2 separate regions of the Sus scrofa genome follow, and region 2 is linked to region 1. The links are chromatin contacts, called in public HiChIP or PLAC-seq maps. All regions are on one chromosome and are shown on one strand. Each heading gives the region's core, a stretch centred on a gene start, on an enhancer-like site or on the middle of the called end of the contact. The rest is flanking DNA. Distances are from core to core; before and after follow the strand shown.

Evidence for each region. HiChIP or PLAC-seq counts read pairs in DNA pulled down with a chosen protein or histone mark.
Region 2: an H3K27ac HiChIP or PLAC-seq map of alveolar macrophages shows a contact between it and region 1. The contact joins the promoter of RDX here to the promoter of ZC3H12C in region 1. A contact is called at or near these places in 1 of 47 Hi-C or Micro-C datasets (embryonic fibroblasts) and 1 of 2 datasets of contacts at active chromatin or transcription factors (alveolar macrophages).

Annotation. Positions count from the first base shown.
Region 1 is chr9:38,130,166-38,136,251 of Sscrofa11.1, reverse strand. ZC3H12C (probable ribonuclease ZC3H12C) reads right to left here and starts at 2,812. Exons shown (of 6, transcript XM_021102346.1): 1 at 2,514-2,812.
Region 2 is chr9:38,295,992-38,302,708 of Sscrofa11.1, reverse strand. It overlaps RDX (radixin), which reads left to right and starts at 3,148. Exons shown (of 14, transcript NM_001009576.1): 1 at 3,148-3,275.

The DNA.
Region 1 (6,086 bases), core at 1,563-4,062:
GTATCACCTTAGGAACTTGGCACCTTGTTCCCTGCAGCCAGGTTGGTTTGACTTGGCAGGAAGGGAGGGATGCTTGGGAAAGCACTCCCTGTTCACTGAGCCAAACCCTCAGAAGTCTCTTGAGCAGTATTGGGGAGTGGCAGGAACTTAGAAAGAGGCTGGCTGGCTGACAACAATAAGTGACGGCATCTGTGGCATGATTTTACTGATGCCAGGAAGTTCCCCTACTCCACGATATTCCACCCACACAGTCTATCTTATTTCCCTCCATTGACTCAACTAAATTCCATTCAATATCGATTAAGCATGGTTATGGACCAAGGCACTATACTATGTACTTGGAGGTTAAGAGACATGAGTAAGTATAATTGCTAAGGCTTAGTGAATGCTTATCATGTTCCAGGCACTATTCTAGGCCACTTTGCCTAAATACTCTCATGTAACACCCACAAACCCTGTGAGGGAATAACTATCACTGTTTCCATTTCACAGATGAGAAAACTGAGACCAAGTCTAAGGTCGGTAAATAACAGTGTGAGGATTAAAACGTACAGTCTAACTGTAGAATCAGGATTCATTATGTGAATGATTCAGCAACTGCCCTAATTATCTTACTATGTAGTTGGGAGATAAAGACATATGAAAGTTGAAAGATGACTAAAAAAGACAAGAGAATTTTTGTGTCAGATATGTGTTCTGGGTAATACATTCAATGAAGGGCTCGGAGGATGAGGAATCACTTTAGGTTGGAGTCGGAAGGAATTCATACAGATGATTCTGGGCTCCATAGGGGTAGATTTAAGCTGGATAATGAAGATGGATCATATTCTGACCAGCAGAGAGGATAAAGAAGGGCATGTGAGTAGAACAAGAAGCCTAGAAAAATAGAATGCCAGGGACATTTGGAAAGTAGAGATAAAAACAGCGGGAGAGGAAAAGGGGGGTCAAATTGCAAGGAGATTTGCAAATGAGAGCCGGAGAAAGAGAGCCAGAAACAGAGACAGACAGACAGACCTAGACAGAGAGGGTTTGAGTTCTCTGTAGCCTGTCTACAGTGGGGAACGCGTGAAAGGTTTTGACGAGAAGGTAACATGGAGAACACTCCTGATTTACCAACATCGCTCTTGTATTGGTTATTGGCTGGTTTGGGAAGGGAAAGGACTGAAGTAGAGAAACAGTGTGTAGGCCAATATGGGTGAATGGACGTGGCATAAGGAAGAAATCGTGAGGAAGGAAAAGAAGGGACCAGTTAGTGAGACATCGTGACTTAAAAATCTCTGAGGCTTTGTCAATGATTGGATGTACTGGATGGAGAAGAACTTAAGAAAAGGGAGAAGTTCCAGATGACTTAGGGGGCGTGAATGCGAAACCTGTAATATCACTGACTGGTAAAAAAGGGAAGTCTCGGGGTAGAGGAACTACTTTTTTTGAGCAAACGTTTAGAATGGTTTGGTTTTAGGCATGTATTTGTGGTAACAGTGGGGATATGCCTGTGGATATATTTCATAGTATTATCTAGAAAAGGCAAAGAGGTGGGTAAATGAGGTTTTTATCTGCTATTGAGAAAGAAGGTATGAACGTTTAAAATGGTCACATGTGATAACAATAACCAAGCATGGTTTTCTTCTAAAATACAACCAGAGTTGACAAAATTTCTAACAAAAATAAGTTTCTATGGCTCTGAGATAGATGACCATTAGGGAATTCCTCTTTTCTTTACTCCAAGTATGCTTAAAAGGAAAAGAGAACATAGAGGAAAGAAATGTCATGGGTTCAGAGAATGTCAGATTGATGAAAGAAAACTTGGCGATACTGAATCTGACCCCATTTTTCAGTTTGCAAATGGTGAAACTGAGCATCAAATTCTGAGTGTCTGCTATCAAAGCTTCAAAACAGGCATTAGGCAAATATGGCCCGTTGGCTATGATCAGTTCTGGATAGCCCATTTGTATTATAGTTATGAAGTCAGGTCTGACTTGTGACTTTGAATTACACATAAAGAATTTGAGGGACTGTGGTTCCATAACAGGCAAAGCCTTGGGACAGGCTCACTAGTTAAAAGCAAATGCTCTGGAAAGAACAGGTTAGGGGAAGTGGGTGGTGGCGGGGCGGTGGGGGTGGGGTGGGGTGTGGAGGACAGAAAATGGTTGCCAGGCCAGCCTTTCTTTGTAAATTGTGGCTTCCAACTAGACTACCTCACACCTAGATTCACATTTGAACCTTAAAAGAAAATGTTTCAGATGCCTACCACATCCTACGTGACTGCCTCAGCCTAGATCTTCCTATTGCCCAGCCACCTTTTCTCAGACTTCTAGGAGCTTTAAAAGTGATGGCCCATAGGTCACATCGAGTTCACAGCTGGCACACACCCCTTGAAGCTGCTTCTAGTTCTGTCTGGAGCTTTACTGGTGGTGTCCTTAGGAGTTTTCTGATTGAAAAATGTGTAGACCCACTGGTTATTATTGCTCTTGTTCTGTATCTCTCGCCTTTACCATTTATGCCAAAACACTTACCTTAGTTGAAATGATCAATAGTCCCTTGGATGTACCTTCATCTCCAGCTCTTTGTCCAGCACCAGATTTCCCTCTAGTTGAAGAGCTTCACACACGTAGCCAGGACTACTGCGATTTTTCACTCAGTTTCTTTTATGTCTTCAGAGAAGCTCTGGTTAATTCCAAAAACCATGAAATGTAAAGTTTCCTTAAGAGTATTACCCTAAATGACCACTTCCTAAGCACATGATCGTATAAGACAGACGCGGATACTAAAACACACTGTTGCCCATGTAGTTCAGTGATTGGTTAGAGTTGCTTTTTAATTGTGAGTTTTTAGGGAAAGGAAACTAGAAGGCACGAGATATGTGCTATTGGCCAATCCTAGGGCTTCTTTCTTTTGATGAGTTACCACCGATTCCATACCAGCAGCGTGACTCTTGTTTTCAACCCTGTGGGAAGCCAGACAGCAAGGTTTTCAATATGCTTGTGTCATACAGTCATGTGCTGGTTCTACTTGAACCAGACAGTGTGGCTGTCCTAATTTCACCATATTTGATCAACATGGGAATTCTGAGAACAACACACACTATGTATCAAATAAAAAATGCTCCCAAGGTGGCATTTTTCCCTCTTGACAAGGAGCACACCTGTCATTGCCATTCACCCCGCCCAGAAGTTTCAAAATTTTTGTTTCATCATGGAATTTCAAGTATACCCCAAACATCCTCATCACCTCTGCAAGCATCTGTTGTTTTAAAAGGAAATTGGTAAATGGAATTACACATGTACAAAATGAGGTAGATGGAAAGAGAATTATGAAATTTTCAGCTTAGAGGCATCTTATGTTAAAAGGCTCTGTCATAAGACTATTCAAAAAATTAGAATCAACTTAAATGGATTCAAATCCATTTGAATGGATTCAAAAAATCAGAATCCATTAGTAGGAGACTATGCACATCAGTTTTAGTATTGCCCTATGTTAGAATGCCATTCACCTAATAGAGCGAAGCGGCTTTATATGTATGGAATAAATTTCAAGACCCATTGTTTATTGAAAAAGTAAGATGGAAACCATTGTATATAGTATGCTACCATTGTGTGAAAAACAAAGAATGCCTCTGTGTTTGCTTATAACCTCTCTGGGTTACACACAAGAAACTGTTAACAGTGTTGTCCTGGGCAGGGAAACTGGATGATTTGGAAGAAAATGTGGAAAGAGATTCACTTTTTACTCTATAGCCAATAATGGCTTTTGAATTTTAAATCAGGTACTCGCATTACCTCTTCAAAAACATTTTTAAAGTCTGTATTTATTGGTGACCTGTACACTTGTCCATGCTTTTCTATCTGAGTCTATATATAAGCAGAGATTTTTTTTTTTTTTTTCCAAATAGTTGACAAGGAAGAGAAAGAGAAGAGGAAGTTGAGGGTGTCCTATGAGTTGTATGTGTGGAGTCTGGGGCTTCCCAGGCAAGGGAAGATTCCTGTGATCATGTGGAAGGGGAGATCCCATAATTGCTAAAGGACTCCCAGCCAGCATTGGTAGGACCGGTCACTATCTTTTTTTTCTTTTTTAAACAATGTAATTTTCAAAAGACCCAAGCTCAGATTCTGTAAAGATGTTTGATGGGAACTGCTTTAACTGAGGGAAACATTCAGGGACATTCTCATCAGCAAATGCAGAAGAAATTCATAGAAACTGAAGGCATCACAAGTCAGCAGGAGGCCTGGGGAAGATGGAGCATGCCTTCATTCATGATACTCATCATCTAGAATTGTATTTGCTTATTTATTTTACCGTATCCCCACATCAGAACGTAAGCTTCACAAAAGCAGGAACTCTGTCTGTCTTGTTCTCTGTAGCATCCTCAGTTCTCCTGGGCCTGGCGTATGGAGGGCACTTGGGTTGGTTTCAGACTACTGGAACTGGGGACCATAACACCCAGTGACTCTTCAGCTTGTGGCTACTTTTGTCAGAAGGTAGTAAAGACATAGCCAGGGGAACCAAGTTTTAGGGCTTCAGGGTCTGAAAGAGTGGGCGAAACGCATTTCGAGTCTTAAAGCAGCTGGGGAATTAGGAAAATAGTTAAGCATGGAAGAAAAATCTAAGGAGACAACTATTGAAGTAGCAGAACAAAGTAGGAACTTGGCTTAAAAAATAAAGAAAGATGGAGTTCCCATCGTGGCTCAGTGGAAACAAATCCGACTAGGGCTCAATCCCTGGCTTTGCTCAGTGGGTTAAGGATCCGGCATTGCCGTGAGCTGTGGTGTAGGTTGCAGACGCAGGGCTTGAATCTGGCATTGCTATGCCTGTTGTGTAGGCCGGTGGCTGTAGCTCCAATTTGACCCCTAGCATGGGAACCTCCATATGCTGCGGGTGCTGCTATAAAAAGCAAAATAAAATAAAATAAAAATAAAAAAATTTTAAAAAGAAAGGAAAAAAAAAGAAACTTATCCAATCAGCAAATAAATTAAAACAAAGCAATTTCCCCAGACAGCACAAGCATAAAATAGAAGAGACAGCTTCATGATTAGGGCTGCAGTTCACAGAAAGAGCAGGGCTATAAACAGCAGGTTTGCTGCAGAATCCCTGTACTGCTAAAGAGTTGGGTGGCTGGAGTGGGAAAGTCACCTTGATTTAGAATCTGCACTGGCTTCAGAGTCTAGGATTGGGGACTGGTGAGTGAGCCTAGATGCTGAGATCTAAGGGCTACAGGGGAAATTGGTGACCTAGGTGCTTCCAGGTACTCACTTCCAACCTTAGATAGAAATCAATGGCACATTTACACTGTCGGCTATTTTTGTTTGAACATGGACATTCCAGGGGATATTCAGCCAAAAGTATTTCAGGATATTTCGGGAATCAGAAATGAGGAGTCCAAGGCAGATGATCTAGGCTGAAGAGATGAATAGACTGGAGCTATGTGGTGGCTTTTAACACTTATGGATATAGAGCAGACTTTTATCTATTTCTGTGTCTCATAGTCCTTCATTTTGGTCAAAATATTTACCAAATCTAAAATAATGTCAGTATTCCCCTGAAGTGTTTCTCTAGCTCTTAGTTATCATGTGACTTCCTCTGGTTTTTATTTGTTTTATGCTAGGTCTTCTGGGTCGTTTTTACAAGCAATTTATCTATCTATCTATCTATTTATTTAGTCTTTTTAGGGCTACACCAGTGGCATAAGGAAATTCTCAGGCTAGAGGTCAAATCAGAGCTGTAGCCACCGTACTACACCACAGCCACAGCAATGCAGGATCTGAGCAGCATCTGCAACCTGCACCACAGCTCATGGCAACGCCGGGTCCGTAACCCACTGAGCAAATCCAGGGATCAAACCCGTGTCCTCATGGATACTAGTCAGGTTTGTTACCACTGAGCCACAGTGGGAACTCCCCAAGCATTTATTTTAAAAAGCGAGCGTTATTTATCTTTGGCAGTGCCTGCTTTTTATTGGAGATCTTGCTAGAGAAATCAGTTACTTGGCACTTTATTACGGATAACTACAAGAGGAAGCTAAACGTTCGGTAAGCTTTGGCAAGGACAACTTGTTTACTAGAAGACACTATCCTGATGAAACGTATTATTGC
Region 2 (6,717 bases), core at 1,899-4,398, 170 kb before region 1:
ATTTTAAAATCAACTATAATAAAAAAATTAATTAATTAAAAAAGAAAAGCTTATTTTAGCATGTTACCTATGTTCATTTCTTTAACAAGTTTTTTTGTTTGTTTGTTTTTGGTTTTTTGCTTTTTTTAGGGCCATACCAGTGGCATATGGAGGTTCCCAGGCTAGGCGTCCAGTCAGAGCTACAGCTGCTGGCCTAAGCCACAGCCACAGCCACAGCCACACAGGATCTGAGCCGCATCTTCGACCTACACCACAGCTCACAGCAATGCCAGATCCTTAACCCATTGAGCGAGGCCAGGGATTGAACCCGCAACCTCATGGTTCCTAGTTGGATTAGTTTCCATTGTGCCAGGACGGGAACTCCTTTCACAAGGATTTATTGGATGTCTCATTTGCTGTATTTCTTATAGTAGTTTATTTCCAGTTACGAAGTCCTATATTTCCCGTAGACACTGAAAAATTAGCATCTTCCTGACCTGCCTAATTACCTTTATCTCTCAATTCTACTTTTATAATCCACATTTGGAGTTTTGTTGTGGCTCAGCAGCAATGAACCCTCTAGTATCCATGAGGACTTGGGTTTGATCCCTGGCCCTGCTCAGTTGGTTAAGGATCTAGCACTGCCATGAGCTGTGGTGTAGGTTGAAGACTCAGCTTGGATCTAATGTTGCTGTGGCTCTGGCTCTGGCCGGCAGCTGCAGCTCCAATTTGTCCGCTAGCCTGGGAACCTCCATGTGCTGCAAGTGTGGCCCTAAAAAGATATATATACATACACACACACACACATTTATTTGTTTGTTTATTTTTGTTTTTTTAGGGCTGCACCCGCTGCATGTGGAGGTTCCCAGGCTAGGGGTCAAATCCGAGCTGTAGCTGCCTGCCACAGCCACAGCCCCAGCTACTCAGAATCTGAGCCGTGCCTTCGACTTACACCACAGCTCAGGGCAACTCCAGATCCTTAACCCACTGAGCAAGACCAGAGATCGAACCTGTGTCCTCACGGATACTAGTCAAGTTCGTTAACCACTGAGCCACAATGAGCTATCCTACTTATATCTTAGACTTTTACGGCCACACCCATGGCATATGGAAGTTCCCAGGCCAGAGATTGAATCTGAGTCACAGCTGCCAAAACTGGAGCTCCTCTAACCCACTGTGCCAGCCTAGAGATCAAACCTCGCTTCTGCAGCCACCAGAGCCACTGCCATCAGATTCTTAACCCACTGCACTGCAGTGGGAACACCTGAACATTTTTATAGGTTGAATCACAGTGCCAAATTGTTTCTAAATAGGTTGTTTCAGCTTATACTCCCACTCAACAACGTCTAGTAGCACCCTTTTATCTCACCAGCATTGAATATTATCTTTTACTCAAATATTTACTAATATGATAGCTGACTGAAATGTTACACTTTCCAGTCTGTTTGGTGTTGCAGAATAAAAGATAAAATCAAGTCTTAGGAGTCAAATAGAACTGGGTTTGGTCATAGTTCTGCCACTTCCTAATTGTGTTACATTGAGCAAATTACTTAACTCCTTTCTTCATCTTTTTTTTTTTAAAGTTCAGTAATAATATTTACCCCAAACTCAGGGTTGTTGTAATTATTAAAAGAGATAGTCATGTAAAGCATTTCACATCAGATCCAGGCATAGTTAATGCCTCATTTTCTGCTGCAAAAGTATGTTATATAGTTTTGTTTGATTAGTGTCCTATCTAGGAATTTACACAATACTTTGACTCTATGCATGCAGCTTATTGTGGAGGCTGAACAATTACCTGGATAATTCTTGCACCCCAGGGAGAAGGTGAGGGAGTAATCTTAGAGTCAAAAAAAAAAAAAAAAAAAAAAAAAAAAAAACACAGGAAAAAAACCGCACACACCTGGTTCCGTCCTTGAGGAATTTGCACTCTAAAGGCCTTTGAGTTTAACTCTTGGGGCTTTTAATTGTTTAGAGAGGTCTCAAAGGGCAATGGTGGAAACTTAACTGAAGAGTAAATTTAGTGAAAGTAATCTGAGGAGAGAGTTGCTGGAAAAACTCTTGAAGGCAGGAAGGAATTATCTGTTCTATAAAATTAAGCACACTCATGAAGTCTTATTTGAATCTCAAGTTTATTCATAAAAAGTAAACTCAGCAAACAGGGCAAGCTAGGTTAATCAGATTTGGTGCACTTGCTGTTTCTATACTCATAACAAGTTTTGCTCTCTGAATCCCAGCAGAAAATATGAGGAGAGGGAGTGTGGAGTACATGACACATGACCAGAAGTCTATCTAGTCCCAACCACTCAAGTGAGACCATGATCAAATGTCTAACTTTTCACGAAGTGTAGGATAAGTTAGGTTTGGCTGTGCTTTGGGGTCCCACTTCCAACAATTTCTTCTTAACTGCCTTACTCCAACTGCAAAAGAATCCTTGCCTGGATAAAAATCCGCACGCTCGATTGGGCTCATATCCATGGAGGTTTTGGTGGGGGGTTAAAAATTGCCCCTGAAAAAGCAAGTTTTTCTAGTTGGGCAAATCCTGCCAAAAAACTTATATATATATATATATACACATATACATATATGTATATGTGTATATATATATAAATAAAATCCGTTTCTCTCCTCTGGTCCAGGATTTTCAGGCTGAACAGCCAAGTAACACGCTCCTCTCAGTTCTGGACTCCCTCTGGGGAGAATTCCTCCTTGAGGGGGATGGAAACACCCTCGGTGAGTTTTCAGCACCAGCGGGAGTTTCAAGTTTCCACCCTGGGGATGAGGCGGGGGTGGGGGTGGGGTGCGGCGGGACGGCACCCCTTCCCTGAGCTTCTGGCTCAGCTCGAGCCCAGGCCTCCCCGGAAGGAGCCCCCACTCCCGCCCTCGCCCCATTTCTTTGGGGCTCCAGCAGCTGCAGCTCGGCGCTCCAACGTCCCCGCCCGAACCGCGACCCCGGGCGACGCCCAGAGCAGTGGGCGGGCGGCCGCGGGCCTGCGGGGCGGGGCAGGGGCGGGGCGCGGGCGGCGGGGCGGTGGCCGCGTTGGCGCTCGGGCCGCGGCGCGAGGCCGGCCCGGCGGCAGGGGAGGCGGGGGCGGGGGGCGCGGGGCAGCCCCGCCTCCCCCCGAGGAGTCGCCGGGCGGCCATATTGCGGAGCTGTCTGCGGTGGCGGCGGCGCCTCTCCTCTCCGGCGGCTCAGTGCTCCCTCACCGCCTCTCCCTCCCAGCCACAGCCACGAGCCCGGCGCCGCCGCGCAGCGCCTCGGCCCCACTCGGCGGGAAGAACCGCCCGCTCTCCGGGTAAGCGCCGGCGCCTTCCCGGCCCCCACCCCGCTCCCGGGCTCCGTAGACGCTGAGCTGGCGGCGAGAAGTTGCGGGGCCCCGAGCTGTCCGGCGGCAGCGCCGCGAGGCCTCGCGCCGCGTGGGCCGCTGTCCTAACGGCCTGGCCGGCCAGGTAGCTCCCGGGGCTGGAAGGAGGCGCGAGCGTCGGCCCGAGTCGTGGCCCGGCTGCGGCCCGGGCCCGCTGCCGCGCTCCTCTCCTCCCCCCCGGCGTGGGTCCGCCTGCAGCGTCGGCCCCGGACTCCTGCCTGGGCTCGGCCTGGCACGTCCTTTCCAGGCAGTTTGAAAATACACATGTAAGCGTAGGAGAAATTTAGTTTTGCCATGTAAGGAGGGAATTCATCGGAACTTCTCCCCGGCCTTCAGTTTGAAAGTACGGGCGTGGGATTACTAGAGAGCGCGCGTCCCGCCCAGGTGGCCGAGGGATGCATGCTGCGGTACCGGGTTTGGGTCTCCCGCTCCTGGCCACCCGCCCCCGCTCCCAGGGCCGCGGTTCTGGCCGCTCCTCTACCTGCTGCTGCAGCGGCTGCCGGCCTCCGAGCCCTTAACTTTCTCTGGCCTTGGAGGCCGCGGGATTAGTATATTAGGTCCCACCAGGCGGGTCGAGTACGTTACGGTCCCCCCTTCCTTTAAGGGGTTGTAAACTAAATTCCCAGGCTAACTTTGAAAGGGGGGGGGCGGTGTGCACTACATTATTTCGGTTTAAATAGAGCACATCACTTCCTATACAGATGTGGCGTGGTTCTTTAACCATTCACAACATGTATTTAGTATTTTCCCCCTTAAGGAGTGGCTATTAATGAGGTTGGGAATGTGTTAAAAGTCAACTTCACCAAAGATGTGTTTTAAAATACACTTGAGATTTTGTAGAAGACGTTTTAGTGAGTTATGTGGCACTGAGACGGGCATGATGTAAAAGTGTAAACCTAAGATAATAAGGGTTTATTTGATAAAGGAGCACTTGGACATAGACATTGCAGTCTATTGTTTACGGAGCATACTTTTTTTTCAGAACGCTAAATACTCTTTTATATTTCGGTCAGACTGATGAATGAACAATTGCCCCGTTCAATGTGCTGGATAAATAATGGCTTAATCCATTTGCTAAAACAGCATTATTAGATTTGAGAAAAGAGACTAATATTCAGGATTGCAATTTTTTTTTTTTAAATTCAGGATTACATTGCTTTCACTGGTGTGCTTTATCTTCCAGAGGCTTATAATTAAGTACCTCAAATGTAGCAAAATGTAGAACACTCCTTTTGAAATTAATGATCTGCTGTAAAAAGGATTGCACTTTTTCTGTTGCTTACTCACTTGTTATGTTTATGATATTTAATAAATAGTTAATATGTTATTAGTAGTAATGAATAGATATGCATTGGAATTCTTTACAGTTTTAATTAAATGAGACAAAATTTGTGGCATTCAGGAATATTAAATTCTTGCCCTTGTGGATTATACATTGTTTTGATCAACAATTCCTGTATTCCCAAGCATGGCAGAACATGTAGGAGATGCTCAGAAATTAATTAATTTTGGCATGGGGAGAGTATGAATCTTTGTTTTGGACATTTGTGTTACTTAACTGGAAAATAATTGATTATCCTTTTTCCCGTGGTGGTGAGGAATGACAGACTGCTGTTTTTTTTTTTTCTTGATAACTCGCAGTAGTCTCAGGGAAGGGAGCAGGGTTATTTCTTGGTTTTTTGTTGTTTTTTACTTCACTATTCCCAAGGGCACAATTGGATTTTATTATTCATTTATTCATTTTTATGTTTGGCAGGCTGTTGAAATGAAAATCTAGGTATTTTTGTCTTAATTTCAGCTCTCAAACTTATAATCTGTATAATCCAATACAATAGAGTCTGAAATATTGAATAATGATGGGAGTCTTGTTTTTTTTGTTTTTAATTTTATGGCCACATCTGTAGCATATGGAGGAGGTTCCCTGGCCAGGGATCGAATCAGAGCCACAGCTGTGACCTGTGCCATAGCTGTGGCAACGCCAGATCCTTTAACCCACTGTGCCAGCTGGGGATCGAACCTGTACCTCCCGAGTGACCCGAGCCACTGCAGTTGAATTCTTAGCCCACTGTGCCACAGCAGGAACTCTGGGAGTCTCATTTTTCCCTGTCTAAAATTAATTATTTTTGTCTTTTTGGGGCCTCACCCCTGACATATGGAAGTTCCCAGACTGGGGGTCAAATCAGAGCTGCAGCTGCCGGTCTACACCACAGCCACAGCAACGCAGAATCCAAGCTGTGTCTGTGACTTATACCACAGCTTATGGCAATGCTGGATCCTTAACCCACTGAGCAGGGCCAAGGATGGAGCCCGAGTCCTCGCAGTAGTCTCAGGGAGGGGAGCAAGGGTTATTTCTTGGGTTTTTTTGTTTTTTGCTTCACTATTCTAGTTGGGTTCATTAGCACTGAGCGGCAATGGAAACTCCAGAATTTGCCATTTTTAAGTGGTATAAATTAAAATATATTAAATTAAAAACAGACGAAAGGGAGTTCCTGTTGTGGCTCAGTGGTTAATGAACCCATCTAATATCCATAAGGACTTGGATTTGATCTCTGGCCTCGCTCAGTGGGTTGAGGATCTGGCATTGCCCGGAGCTGTGGCGTAGGCCAGCAGTTGGAGCTCCGATTCGACCCCTTGCCTGGGAACTTACATATGCCTTGGGTGTGGCCCTAAAAAGACCAAAAACAAAAGCCAAAAAACAAATTTTAACCAATATTTCCCAAAGATCAAAGCTTAAAATATATTCTATTGAAATTATGAAGGTAGCTATCTGTGTTGGTGGATATACTGATAGGGTATAGTTAATAGAATTTAATTTCATGCAACTGCTATAAATCTGGAAAGACAGGAAAGTCACCTCTTCTTGGATGGCTTGAAACTTCTGTGGGCCAGGAGCTAGTGGGCACTTCCAGCTACCCTGATATTACCCCTGGGATATGGGATTCAGTGGAACTGGATCGGGTTGGGTTGCTATGAACTCCACCCTTACAAGGTTATTTTAAATCTCATGGTATTAAAAGCCCTTGAGGAAACTTCCCCAACTTCTGCAGCTAGTATATGCTCAGCTCTTTGAGTGGTAGAAGTGGCCGGTCTGACTCCAGACAGCTCTTCAGTTTGTAGCCTCTTTCAGAGGAATCCTGCCTTTCCTATCCATAGTAGTTCCTGGTATATTTTTCAATATTCATTTATGTTGGATATACATTTTAAACCATTTTTAAAGACTATGAAAGTAATAAGTTTTATGACAAAGTTAAAAAAAACCCAGAAAAATGTTAAAGTCCTCAACTTCCCAGAACACCACCCCCTCCAACTTCTTTCTCAGTCCCAGTCTCTGTTTTTCAGAGATAATTGCTATAAGTATTCCTTGAAATATATG